Linked DNA regions of Drosophila melanogaster: region 2 is linked to region 1. A link is a contact called in public HiChIP or PLAC-seq data. All regions are on one chromosome and are shown on one strand. The core of a region is the stretch at or near the end of the contact, and the rest is flanking DNA. Distances in the headings are between cores, read along the strand shown. Region 1 holds the start of Lk6 (Lk6 kinase). Region 2 holds the start of mfas (midline fasciclin).

Region 1 (6,166 bases), core at 2,375-4,874:
ACAGGAAAAACAATAACAAAGCGACAAACCGAGAAGCGGTCGAAAGAGAGAGACTAAAGTTTAAGAGAGCGGCACAGGAAGAGACCGGTGCGGGAGAGCGTTACATGATGCAATTAAGTTCTTGTAAAAAGAGAGTACACAGGAAGAAATATGGTTGTGGCATATGATTGATTTTTAACGGTTAGAGCATAGTTTTACAGTGGCACATAAACTAAACGTATTTCACTGAACAGCCTAATGTTTTCATATTTAGCTAATTTGAAGTAAACAAGTTATTTTTCTTTCAGTGCAGAGAGAGCCCTGTTTCATTGTTTTTGTACGTTTTGGAGTGTGAGAGCGCGATGCCCGAGAAAATGTCGTGAAAGACGTGGAGCAGAGGTGCGAGGGAGAGAGACAGACTCCAACACCAATGCCAATGCATACCAATGAAGGTGGTGTGATGTGCGCGAGTTCTGTTTAAAAGCAAACAAGTGGAAAGGGCAAACAGCAAAACAAAAACTACATTTAACTTGCTTTGTTTTCGTTTTGCACAGTAAACAACACATATGCCTCAGCTGACGTTTTTTCCACTGCGGCATTGCCACAGCTAAAAAATAAATTTCTCTCTCAGGGCTTTTGCGCAAACGAGCAAGGGAGACAGAGATATATTGGGCTGATTTCATGAATCGGAGGAGGCTGCACGTAGGCACCACTAGATGTCCTCCTATCGATAGGCCTCGATAGAATGAAAAACTTCTCGATAATTATGGAAAATTATTATGGATCGTTGGGGGGAAAACAAGTTTCCAGCTGGTGGGCTCCAATTGACAGCGTTTTGCACTCAGTTGATTGCAGCTGCAAAATCCACTCCAGCACAACTCCTAATGGGCGCACACATTTTATATGTGTGGGAGGCCAAGCAACGAACGTCACACCAAGTGCAATAAACGTCATGAAGGTTATAATCGTAGTTTGTTCACATTTCGCCGCGTTCGCTGCATTTTGGGCACGAATACGCATTTGAACACGAGTGTCAGTGCATTACGCTCAATCGATCAGCCATCATGAGTCATTTTCCATTTCCATAACTGCCTGCACACGCTCAATTTCAATTTCTCGGTCTCGGCTAGCTGGCACAGATACTAGTGCCGTCTCTCTCACTTCGCCGGCAGCTTTGGTGGTGTTGGTGGAATGGCAGGGAAAAGGAATACCCTTTTGTGCTTGGAATCTAGTATTGCTTAAATTGATAATCATATTATGCGAATTTATACCAGTCAACTGGTCTAATTACAAAGGGTAACTATTGGTGCTGAAATCTACATATGTATGTGTGAATATATTCCTATTGTACAGCAGTTTACCCATATGGATTTCATGATTTTTCAAAGCAGCTCACTTATGCCCGATTTTATAGGATATTAGTGGAATTAGTGGATGTCAGTGGTCCAACCCAACCGTATCTAGCATATTTACACAACAATCTGTCCTGTTTCATAAGATTATCTTTGATAAACACAAAGTATGGACTATAATCACTATCTAAACGAAAACAACAAACTTCTAGTTTAACCTCCAGTTAGAATATGACTAATTAGTGGATTTAGTTGATCTTTGTCATTGTTATTTTATAGCATATATCAAATCCCACATATAATTAAGAACTTGTGTACAATAATAACACCCCCAGTGATGGTTATAAAGTCCAGATGCTGGAATACCCCTAAAATTAGGGCACATACACACTTATATTCAGCTTAATGGCCCCAGTCGAATGATGCAATGGGGTTCTCTTGGCGAAACAAAACAACTGTAAACACCACACAGACTGTGCGGGGTGGGTGAAGGGAAGCGGAGTGGGTGGTGGGGTTGGGCGCCGGCAGGCAGACAGCATGCATGTTCTCGAACATCGTGTGACGTCAAGGAAATACACTGCGGCACCCGGTGCGCAACGTGGCCCAGTCAGTCAATGCTCCCTAGTTCGTTCGATTGATTAGCAAGGGTAAACGAAACGAAAGTGCTGCCTGGCCCAGCTTTGCCGATAACTGACTAGAAATCCACTGAATGAAAGCGTAGGAGCAATGGTCGGGTCTTTTCTCTGATTGGTAGTCAGTCCCCACCCAATGACAAGCAGAATAATACATACATATGGTTAGGAACTTTAGAGGAAGTATAACTTCCGATACAAAATATTACATTAACGTATATCTTTTTTTTACCATTGCATTTTAGCAGAAATATCCTACAAATCGTATTTTATAGGTACAACTTTAAGAAGCAAAGAACGTTTGTCACATTCTCAAAATAATAATTATATGCTTAAATAAGGCTTTTGTTTTCTTTTGGCATGCAAATAACTGTTGCCTACGAAATATACTTTATATTTAGGCAATACAACAATATTACGACAGAGATACAGGTGAATTTCCAATAGGTAGAAGTTCAAATTTATACGAAAGAGCTGCCAAATTCACAGTCAGAGCAAATATTTGCAATTATTTCATCATTCTGTTAACATGTTGTCTAGTTAAAATTAAACTGGTGACACACGAAGCGCAAATATGCGAAATCTCTTCAGAAGGTTTCCAAAATATATCTCATGCATCACAGTTTGCTTCTCAGCTATGGGAATTTAGTGTCAAACTCCCAGAGTTCTAGAAACTCAAATTGCTCACCTGACTGACTCTGGCTGCAGCTGTTGTCCGTGTTGCTGCAGGAAATGCCGCTGCCACTCCGGATGCCGCTGTCCCCAGATCCACGGGGGTGGTTGTTGTTATTGTTGTTGCTTGCTTTCGCAGCAGCGGCAGAAGCAGCTGTCCCGGACTTGGGCTCCACCATGTTGTTGCTGTTGTTGTTACTGTACGGTGCTCCTGGACGCGATTAGAGTGAGACAGGCAGAGTGCTTACAAGCTGGAAAAAGGGTTTACGGTGCAACAAATGAGCAGCAGTTTTTCTCAGTCTCTCGTGCTCTTTCCTCTCTTCTCGTTCAGTTCATTCAAAATCAAAATGGTGGCCGCCTATGGGATTTTTGTGTTTTTAATACAATGCGGCGGTTGATGAAAAAACTGATTCAATTCTGCTGCAGATGCTCCTCTCTCTCTCTCTCTCTATCTATCGCTCTCCGCTGTTTATTTATTCTTGGTTTGGTGGTTGAGTCGTCGTTGGTGTGGCTGCTGTTGTTGTTGTAATCGATGGCTGCTGCTGATTTCTCTCATCACACAGGCGAAAAAAGCTCAAGCAAAAAATGGGGTTTATCTATTTGCACCGCTTTTTTCGGTTATCTGCGATATTTTTTGTTTTTTTCTTCGGGTATTGCGATTTTTGCGTTTCACCTCTTCTTTGTGGGCTTGGTGCAGTAGTGCTGTTGCTGTGGTTGTTGCTCTTGTAGTTGTTGGTGAGATGGTTGTTGTAGTGATGGAGGCGTTAATTTAGTTCTATTTTATTTTCCGGAGCTGCTGGAGATGGCTGGTGTGGCGGTGGAGTTGGTCGTTAAAATTTCCTCTGCTGATTACAACACAAAAAAAATCGCTGAATAGCGGACAAAAGCCGTTTTCTTTGCGTATTTCGCTTTAAGTTTCCTTCCCAGCTACCGATCCATTTTCAAAGTTCGAATGATTCCGACGAATGACGACGAATTCATCCGTGTGGCCGGAGGTACCATTTTGGTAGGACCGTTTTTCGGGCCAACGAAAATACCACAAGACGGCAGCGACACTAGGGTTTTTTGCTTCAAATGTAGTATGGCTACGCAACTCACATATGGTTGAGAACTTCGCTGTTTATTTGGTGGTTAAACTAGCTAAATACAATAAGAGTGGCAACGCCGTCACGTTTTCTACATGTATTTTACTTGGCGTAGTGCGCCAAGCTTATAAACCACAGTTGGGCGGTTCTTTTGAATTGTTTAATTTACACCCCACTATGAAACTTATTAGCCTTCTTTATTTATTTTATATTTTATTTTTGGGAAGAATACGTTTACTCAAGGTTCGCAGCTTGTCAATCAGTATTCGCAAATATCAATAATAAAAGGCATCAATTTTCCAATCAGCAGTTGAAAAGAACTCCCCTCGACATTTGAACAAAATGCATTTTTGGGTGATTATAATTTATTAGAATTTTTATTGACTTAAGGTAAATATAAATAAAATATTATTCAAGTACAAAGTTATATATACTCATTAATATTATTTGATTCAAGTAAATATATTTCAAAGTGGCGGTGTTTTATTATATCATTTTTCAATTAAGTACAATTTACTGTTCCTGCTCTATTTCTATGGGTTCGCAGAGAGTCCAAAAGTACTCTTAACACTCGGTCCTGTAAGGTGTGTATAATTTTCGGGCAGGCCATTTTCGGATTTGGCCCGACCGGAAAATATTGCGAGCCATTGACGACGCACCTGCAAGTTTTAAACCTGGCTTATTGACTCGTGATTTCCTCGTCTTTGAGACCCGGGGATCGAGTACTTGTGGGTACTTTGCGAACCCGGACTTCAAACCTTGCCCATGCAACAATTGTATCTTTGTGTAGTTTACGTTTAATCAATGAATTTGGATCACAAACAGTAAATACGTCTTTAACGATAATTGCAGTTGAATTAAACATATTAAGATAAGGGTAGTGGGGTGGGGGTACCTTTGTTTTAATTATAAAAATATTATATCTGCATTTTACATGTTTTTGTTTCGCTACTATCGTTTTTGCTCGAAATTACATAAGTCCAGCCTTAAAACAAGTAATTTTCGTCACCAATCGCATTCGCGCACGCTCCATTATCCATAACACTCGGTTTCGTCATCAATTCAATTCAATTCAATTTTGCATTTAAACGCTACGTTGCCTTAACTTCAGTCCTTTCGCAGAAAATCTAACCCTTAAATGTATTTAGCTCTTCGCCCGTCGATCCTTTTTCTTCCCTCCTTCCTTCCTTCACATCCCCCGCATGCTGCAGACACTAAACATAAATTCAATACGTACAGTTTCAAATTGGATGCGCGGCATCGTATCGTCGTTTAATGTAAAAGGTGTAATGCTACGCGCCCTTTTCGTCTGATCCTTGCCCTAAATGCCATCCTAGGGTATTAATCCATCCACCTCTAACTACAATTTAACTTCTCTTTGGCCGCAAACCCCCCGCATTACTTATTTAGCTCCTGTAAATATGAACTGCTTATGTTTCGCTTACGCTCCTTCGATCATTTTTGTGTTTGCTTTTGTTTTTGTGTTTATAATTTATTTAAATGCACTAAAAGTTGCACGGACCGTTTGCCAGCAGCCTGTGAAGTCGATCGTCGTCGGTTCGGCTGTGTTGCGATCTAGATCTATCCTGTAATTGTCGATTTTATACCTTCGATAAGCCAATGAAGTGTGAGAAAATATGTATCTATTTCGTCATTTGTTTGTTCGTTCGTTATGCATTTTAGTTGGTTGATGATGGTTCGTTTTGCGTTTATAAAATGCCAAAATTTGTGCAAATTTCTAAAACATTTTTAGTTTGTTCTTCTCGTATTATTCTAAAATATTTGTAACTTTAAAATGTACTTCCTCATTAGATTAAATTTTTCTTTTCTTTTCTTTTCTTTTGTTTTGTTTCATTTTTCTTTTCTTTTTTCACTTCGTTTAAAATATTGCATTTTTATTTTATGTTTTTCTTTTGGAGGCTTTATCCCTGAGTGATTTAATTTCATTTGTTTGTCATTTATTGCAACTTTTTCTTTATAAACTTATTGTTTTATATTTTCTTATTCGATTTAGTGTGTCAAGAAAAATAGATAGAGAGAGAGAGAGAGAGTGAGTGAGACCGAGAAAATCAATGGCAAAATAAAAACTCCTTGTTTGCTGTGAAGGTTGCTTAATTATTTATATGTTGTTACGTTATTGTTTACCAAATTGTTCTGCCTTACGGGCCAACAAAACGCATTAATAATATGCTACCCTCTGGCGTAGTAACTGTATTGAGATTTGCTTAGTTTCGCTTATTTTTCCATTAACTTTTTGGCTAATACACATCCTCGGTTTACTTGTCTATATGCAATCTGCTGCTGTGTCGTGAGTGCTTCTTCTCTTGTGGGTGTGTAGTTAAAATATTTGTACTTCACTGCAAGTGTTTCATTTACGTTCCGCACTGTATACTACTGTTGATCCAAACTGGCTGGCACCGGATCAAATAAATACACAAGTTTTTGG
Region 2 (6,166 bases), core at 2,644-5,143, 230 kb after region 1:
TGCAGTGGATCTTGGGGCTCGAGCGGTGCGAGTGGTGCGAAGGGCAGGGGCGCGAACAGATTGCGATGCGCCGGCAATGGGTGGGTTAAATGTGGCATAAAGCTGCAGAACGGTGGGAGTGGGCGTAGGAGTGGACGTGGTGTAGAGTGATGTGGTTAGTGTATACAGTATTAGCTGGCTACTGTGTGCCCATATGTGTGTGTGTGTGTGTGTGTCTGTGTGTGTTCCCTTCATGCAAATTCCATTGGTGAGCGGAACGAATCGAAACGGAACCGGGACCCAATAATTCATATGCCTCCATTGTTACCTCGCATAAAAAGAAGCTCAACTCTATCCTCACCAAACTAAATATATGTATCTATCTGTATGTAGTATATATGCTGATCGTGCTCATTGTTTAGGTTTTTTGCGCAGCATTTACCTGAGCCGCATACTAAGCGCCTGTCAGTGGAACTCTTTTTAGAATCAAATGAAAATAACTTTTTAAGTGCCGAAACAATCGCTGAAAAAGGCGAACAAAACTTGAGAAATGTTCCTGCACTTGTCATCCATCAACTGAGATTTATGTCAACGGATTTTGGTTTTTTCTGCGTCTCCCAATGCATTCGAAATCTGTAAACTGACTCAGATACTTTCTATGAAGACATACATACGCGTTAGCCAACTTCAAATCTTTTTTTCTTCGCTGCGGCTCATTAAAATTCGCTTCGCGGGAGCTAATTAAAAAAAGCTCATAATAAGTGCTAAATGAAAAAAATATACGAAACGAAACTAGCTGGAAATAAATAATAAAACAATACTGCCCGAAAAGGCGAAACGTAAACAATTTGTTGGGTTGCTGACTTTGAGGTACTTCTGTGTATCCGATTCACTTCTGGTTGGAGATCTGCCTCCGTCCAAGATGACTCATCCAGGCGGGACGTGATCGACAGGGCTCGAAGCGGCTTTGGCTGAGCTACAGATACAGGCGGTTTAAGCCGACATTACAATACATAGAGGCTTGGCCAGTTTGATTTTTTTTTTTCTCTTTCTACCTTGTCAGATTCTCTGGAAATCACTTCTATAATATTGCTAGAGCGAGTGAATGCACCTCAGTTTAAATCAATTGTGTGTCCATCAATCAAAAAACCATCAAAATATTTGATAAAAAGGAACACTTAATTTATTCACAATTTATTCGCAAGAATATTTACTCAAAACGTTATCATAAATATTTTATATTACTTGGAAATAAGTCAAAAATTTTATTTCTTTTTCATTATTTTAACTACTGTACGTCGATTATTGAATGCAAATAATATTTCAAAATGTATACATTCATATGAACAGATTTGAATAAAGAAATAAAAAATCTTACAATAGAGCGAATGACTTTTGAAATCTTAGAATAATTACTCTTCATCTTAAAAATTGTGCAAAAATATAATATCAACTGTATGTTGTTTGATAAGATATTAAATATATCCATTTAGCAGTAATTCAATGACTAAGTACTTTGTGAAAGATTAATGAATGTGTGAAGTATTTGTTTTGTGATCATGGTATTCAAGACTACTTGGAATATTTGTAGACTGCGTATCCAATCTGTGAATCGAATATAATTTGCAAACAAACTAAATTCTGTTCGCTTGAAGCCAGAGCGAAAGTCATTGGCCACAGAAATTTCCAGGGAAATGTTTACGTCGAGGGCAGAGATGGATCCAACCAAATGGCTGCCTGATTTAATTTAAGCGCAGCCGTGACAGGCAGAATAAAAAAAAACATTCTGTGAGCGTTAAAGGGGGAACCAAATTGTGGGCGACCCAATTCGAGGGCAGATTATAGAGTTTGCGGAGACATTCTTTTGCCGGCGCATTACCCATTACCCACAATATGCCACTTAATGCCGTGTCAAATGTCAATTGCTCTCAGGGCCAAAACTGTTCGAGATTTGTGTGCCAAAGATGAGCCCTGCGGCGGCTTGAACCCAAAGGTGGCAAAGTCAGCCAAGTGTGGAGCGAACGGAGAAGATCGGTGGAAGAAGATGTGGATCTTGGTTGCCCAAGTCCCGCGGTGTTGCCCCACTTTGGTTGCACATTGTTCTCTTGCGATGCAGTATCTTTCGCAAAAAAGGGGGAAAAAAATAATAAAAGCCAAAGACTCAGATCGTGGCCTTTGCACATTTCCAATGGCGGCAAAGAACCCAGTTCGATGCGGATTTATTGGCAGACAATCTCTGCGACTCAACAATTTCAGTTTAAGGTTTATCAATTGAGGTCAATACTCGGCGGGCTTTTGGACTTTCTTTCCGGGGGAACTTTTCGCTCTTTCAGCGCCTTCGCTACCATAAACATTTCGGTCAACTTTATTTGCAGTTTCGTTTAGCGGGCGAAAAGTTTCTCCAAGAACAAACAGGGCTCGGTGCCTCGTTGGGCTTGAAAATGTCATAAAAAACACTGAACCCGGTATTAGCCAACTTTTATGTGGTGTCAGTGGGCCCAGCGGAACCCGTGAGTGAAAAAAATATTGAAACTGTTTAAGCATTTTTAAGTTGTTTAACATGTAAACCTCGTCGGTATGTTTGCTTTGTTAAGTAGTTGTAAATGAGCAAATCTACTGGGAAATGTTGGGGACTCAACAGCTGGGCTAACTACGTTTACTTATAGTTCACCTGGAGTTATCTGAGGACTCGTGTGTGGAATCCGAGGAGTCATCGAATTCGGCAACCTCTTCAGAACTTGAACTGGAATTCAACATTTCGTTTATTGGGACAGATTTAAAAGGTCGGGCGGATGGGAAAAATCTACTAGGGTTAGTTCTATGGGACTTAAGCACTTAATATTAACGATTATTTGGAAACTTTACCAATTGGTCTTCAAAAATATATTTGAAAGCGTTATTGTAAAACTTCAATAATGGCAAAATACTTGTTTTTTAACTCGTGGCTTACATTAATATTGTTATAAACATTGTTATGGATGGTATCAAACGTTTCAATTTAGATCTAATTTTGTATTTCTTTCAAAGTGTTTTTTTTTTTTTAATTTTTTTCCGTTTTTAGTTATTTGGGATGCGCTTGTTAGGTAAAATTTTGTTCCAATGATTCTATGAAATTGTATATGTTTAATTAGAGAAGTATTTCAATTTTGTGGGTCCCAGGCATTCCTGGCATTTCAATTGTGTTCCGATAACATAAAACATTTAGTTCATGCCTTATCAGAAGATGTCGATGTACATATGTTAACCATTTAGCCCGCAACGCAAACAACTCAAACTACGTGAAATGTGCATGAAACGAACGCTACTACACAGCACGAAAAACTTGTCGGATTGATACTCACTCGCCGTAGAATGGAACCGCCTGGATCTGGATTGATCCCAGGAGGAGCAGGCAGGCCCACAGCCGTAGCATGTTTGGTATCACAATTTTAATCTGGAGCCTCGGTTGGGAGCTAAGTAAATGAACGAGACAAGCTGAAAGTTGCTGTAATCAAGGGAATGGCTGAAGCTGGCTGAATGGCTGGTTGGATTCGAGAAATTTCACCGCGATGGATGGAAAAACAGCTGAGAAACCGAAGAAATACAGGTTTTCCACGCAGCGCTGCACTCGCGTATGTAGGTGACTGATTTTGGGAGTGAGAGCGACGGTCGACGAAGAAAATTTTCCACTGTCTTCACGCATTAATTGTAAATATGCTACGGATAGACGACATATACCGCCTGTCACTCACTTGTAATTATTGTCAATTGTCTTGTTTTTACAAAAATTGGCACACACTCAATTATCAAATGTCTCTGGCTCCTTTTACTGCAGTTAATCGTAAAAAAGGGGCACTTGTGGCACTCACGAAAGTTGTTATATGTTGCTTGATCCGACGATGTTGCCGCTTCAAGTCGCAGTTTAAAACTAACTGCCCAAGAACGTCGAGCATCTGGTATTTATAAGCTGCTCTGCCGCAGTCGCCGTCGATTCCTCTGCCGCGATATCAACGCATGTAGTGATCATGGGAGCTTTGGGAGAACAGAGAGAACTTTTGGGGACGCTGTGAAATCGGTAATAGCTCTATATATGTATGTATGTGTGTATTTACATATGTATATGCAAATAGTGCGGGTGGCAGGAGGTTCGTACAAATTGTGAAAGTGCCAGCTATTAACACTTCATAGAGAAGCGAGCGAAACGAAGCACTTTTATTAATCATAGTACATTTCACTCAAAATACTGTAGAATTTGGGATACAAAACCCAAACTAAAACGGTGTAGAATCTGAAGAATATATCCTATAATATAGGACTCATATCATTTCAGACTTTGGCTTGGCGAGCATTTCAAACTACTTATTCATTTCGAGTATTTTCAATTTCCTAGAATCATTTTCTGTTTAAACTGCACCTAGAGCGTTTCTGGCAATGTCCTACCTGTATTTGCTAGCCAGGTGTAGTGCGCACTTGGAATTTCCGATATTCCCGTAACCTCTAACACCCATCAATCACTGTGGTGTCTGGTCGGTTCCGCCTTATTAGGAGTCTCCTCATATTTTGAAACTGTTCCGATCGGTTTTTATTGTTTTGTATAAACAAGATGTCAGCTTGTAGCTACATGTGTAGATGAAATTGAATTTCTTGGAACTGTTAGAAGACTTTATAATGTGTTCTTATATTTGATTGCTCATTGTTTTGATTTTAGTCAATATTAGATGCCCGTTTTTTACTTATTACCAAAGTCAAGCAAAGTATGTTGTTATTGAAAAACCATGAAAAATCGTAATCATCCGTTTCTGAAATAAATATTTATTCATTATTTACAATATTTATTTGTGCTATTAATGTAGGTGTATATATATTTTGTATACGTAGATGTACCACAACTGAAATGTATCTTTAAGTATATTCGTTTTAAATATATTTGTTTTAAATAAATAATTACTTTCCCACTTTTCTGTTTATCTTGTGCATTTGAACTTCTTCTAGTTTAATTTTCATCATAATTTTGATTAAAAGTTTACACTTAGATATGCAAATAGTACAATTGAATCCACACACTCATCGAAGCATCTCATTCAATTTCAAATAAATTCCCAATAAATTATTCGCAAGTCTCGTTATACATTAAGCTGAAATTTTGTGTCGACAAACAGAGCAAATTCTTAGCCGTGTGTTTTTTGTGTGTCCGTGTTTGAAATAATCTCCAGCCCAGTGATTATTTAAAACACTCATGTGATCCATTTTCTGTTTCCAAATCTGCTCTCCCGGTCCCCTGTGTCCATCTACTTTCGCATTTCCTAGTTTTGTAGCTCTAAGAGGAACTTCCATCAAGATCTATCAAATCGCTCAACATCGCCTACTCGAAAAGTGCTGTGTCGATGAAAGGAAGAGAATAATCAAAATCTATAATTAATTGGGTATAAAATTGGGTTTCCCCCCATTGGCGAGCAATAAATAATAAATGTATTAATTTAAAACTTTATTCAGCTTCCTTAATAATAGGTTGCCACCTTAAGCTTGAAATACAACAGCTTTTTAACCAAATACATTTTGGTTAAATGAATTTGTGAATATGTACCTGGCCGTTTGCCTCGCATTCCCAGGAATCCGTTGGGCGCTCGCTTTTCTCCCCACAGGTAGAGCCATGGATGCACCAGAGCTTGCTCATGATCGTCACCAATCCCGACTCCGTTGCCCTCCAGATCGCTCTTCTTGCCACGCACCGCCACAAATTTGCTGTTGAAGTCGGCGAAGCGCTGCTGTTTTCCTCTCAAGTCATAGGACTTTTTAAAAAAAGTGTGCCAGAACTGGGGTCGATTAGATCTTCACATATGTATAGATATGCAATTCAATGGTTTCTTTTATGTATTATTCAAAAAAAGACTAACACTCTGATTTGCAATGGGGTTTTAGTGTTTTAATAAGCGCATCAAGAGAAACCACTGTACTTGCCACCAACAACTAACTGCAAGGTAAGTCGACTTACATCGGAGAGAGCTGCACGCTTGTAGTGCTGGTGGGAGACGTCCTTCTTGCCGCGCATCCCCACAAAGGAATTGACCGGCGCCCGCTTTTGTTGCAGCTCCGTGGCCTCGTCCGCCTCCGCGTCATCGTCCCCGGCCAGCAGGGCGGGTCGCTTACCTCGCATGCCCGTGAACCCGGTGGGCGCTCTCTTGCCCACCGCGGAGCCATCACGCCCAGC

Evidence for each region. HiChIP or PLAC-seq counts read pairs in DNA pulled down with a chosen protein or histone mark.
Region 2: a CP190 HiChIP or PLAC-seq map of the Kc167 cell line shows a contact between it and region 1, with 4 times the contacts expected there. The contact joins the promoter of mfas here to the promoter of Lk6 in region 1. A contact is called at or near these places in 1 of 107 Hi-C or Micro-C datasets (the S2 cell line) and 2 of 6 datasets of contacts at active chromatin or transcription factors (both in the Kc167 cell line).

Annotation. Positions count from the first base shown.
Region 1 is chr3R:11,760,833-11,766,998 of dm6, forward strand. It overlaps Lk6 (Lk6 kinase), which reads right to left and starts at 3,625. Exons shown (of 6, transcript NM_143729.3): 1 at 2,652-3,625. The coding sequence starts at 2,814. It overlaps l(3)neo38 (lethal (3) neo38), which reads right to left. Exons shown (of 6, transcript NM_001043243.3): 6 at 4,206-6,166.
Region 2 is chr3R:11,989,422-11,995,587 of dm6, forward strand. mfas (midline fasciclin) reads right to left here and starts at 3,894. Exons shown (of 10, transcript NM_176478.1): 1 at 3,828-3,894; 2 at 3,321-3,431; 3 at 2,651-2,722; 4 at 1-102. The coding sequence starts at 3,391. Tk (Tachykinin) reads right to left here. Exons shown (of 4, transcript NM_001275564.2): 2 at 5,951-6,166; 3 at 5,543-5,771; 4 at 4,754-5,334. The coding sequence ends at 5,321.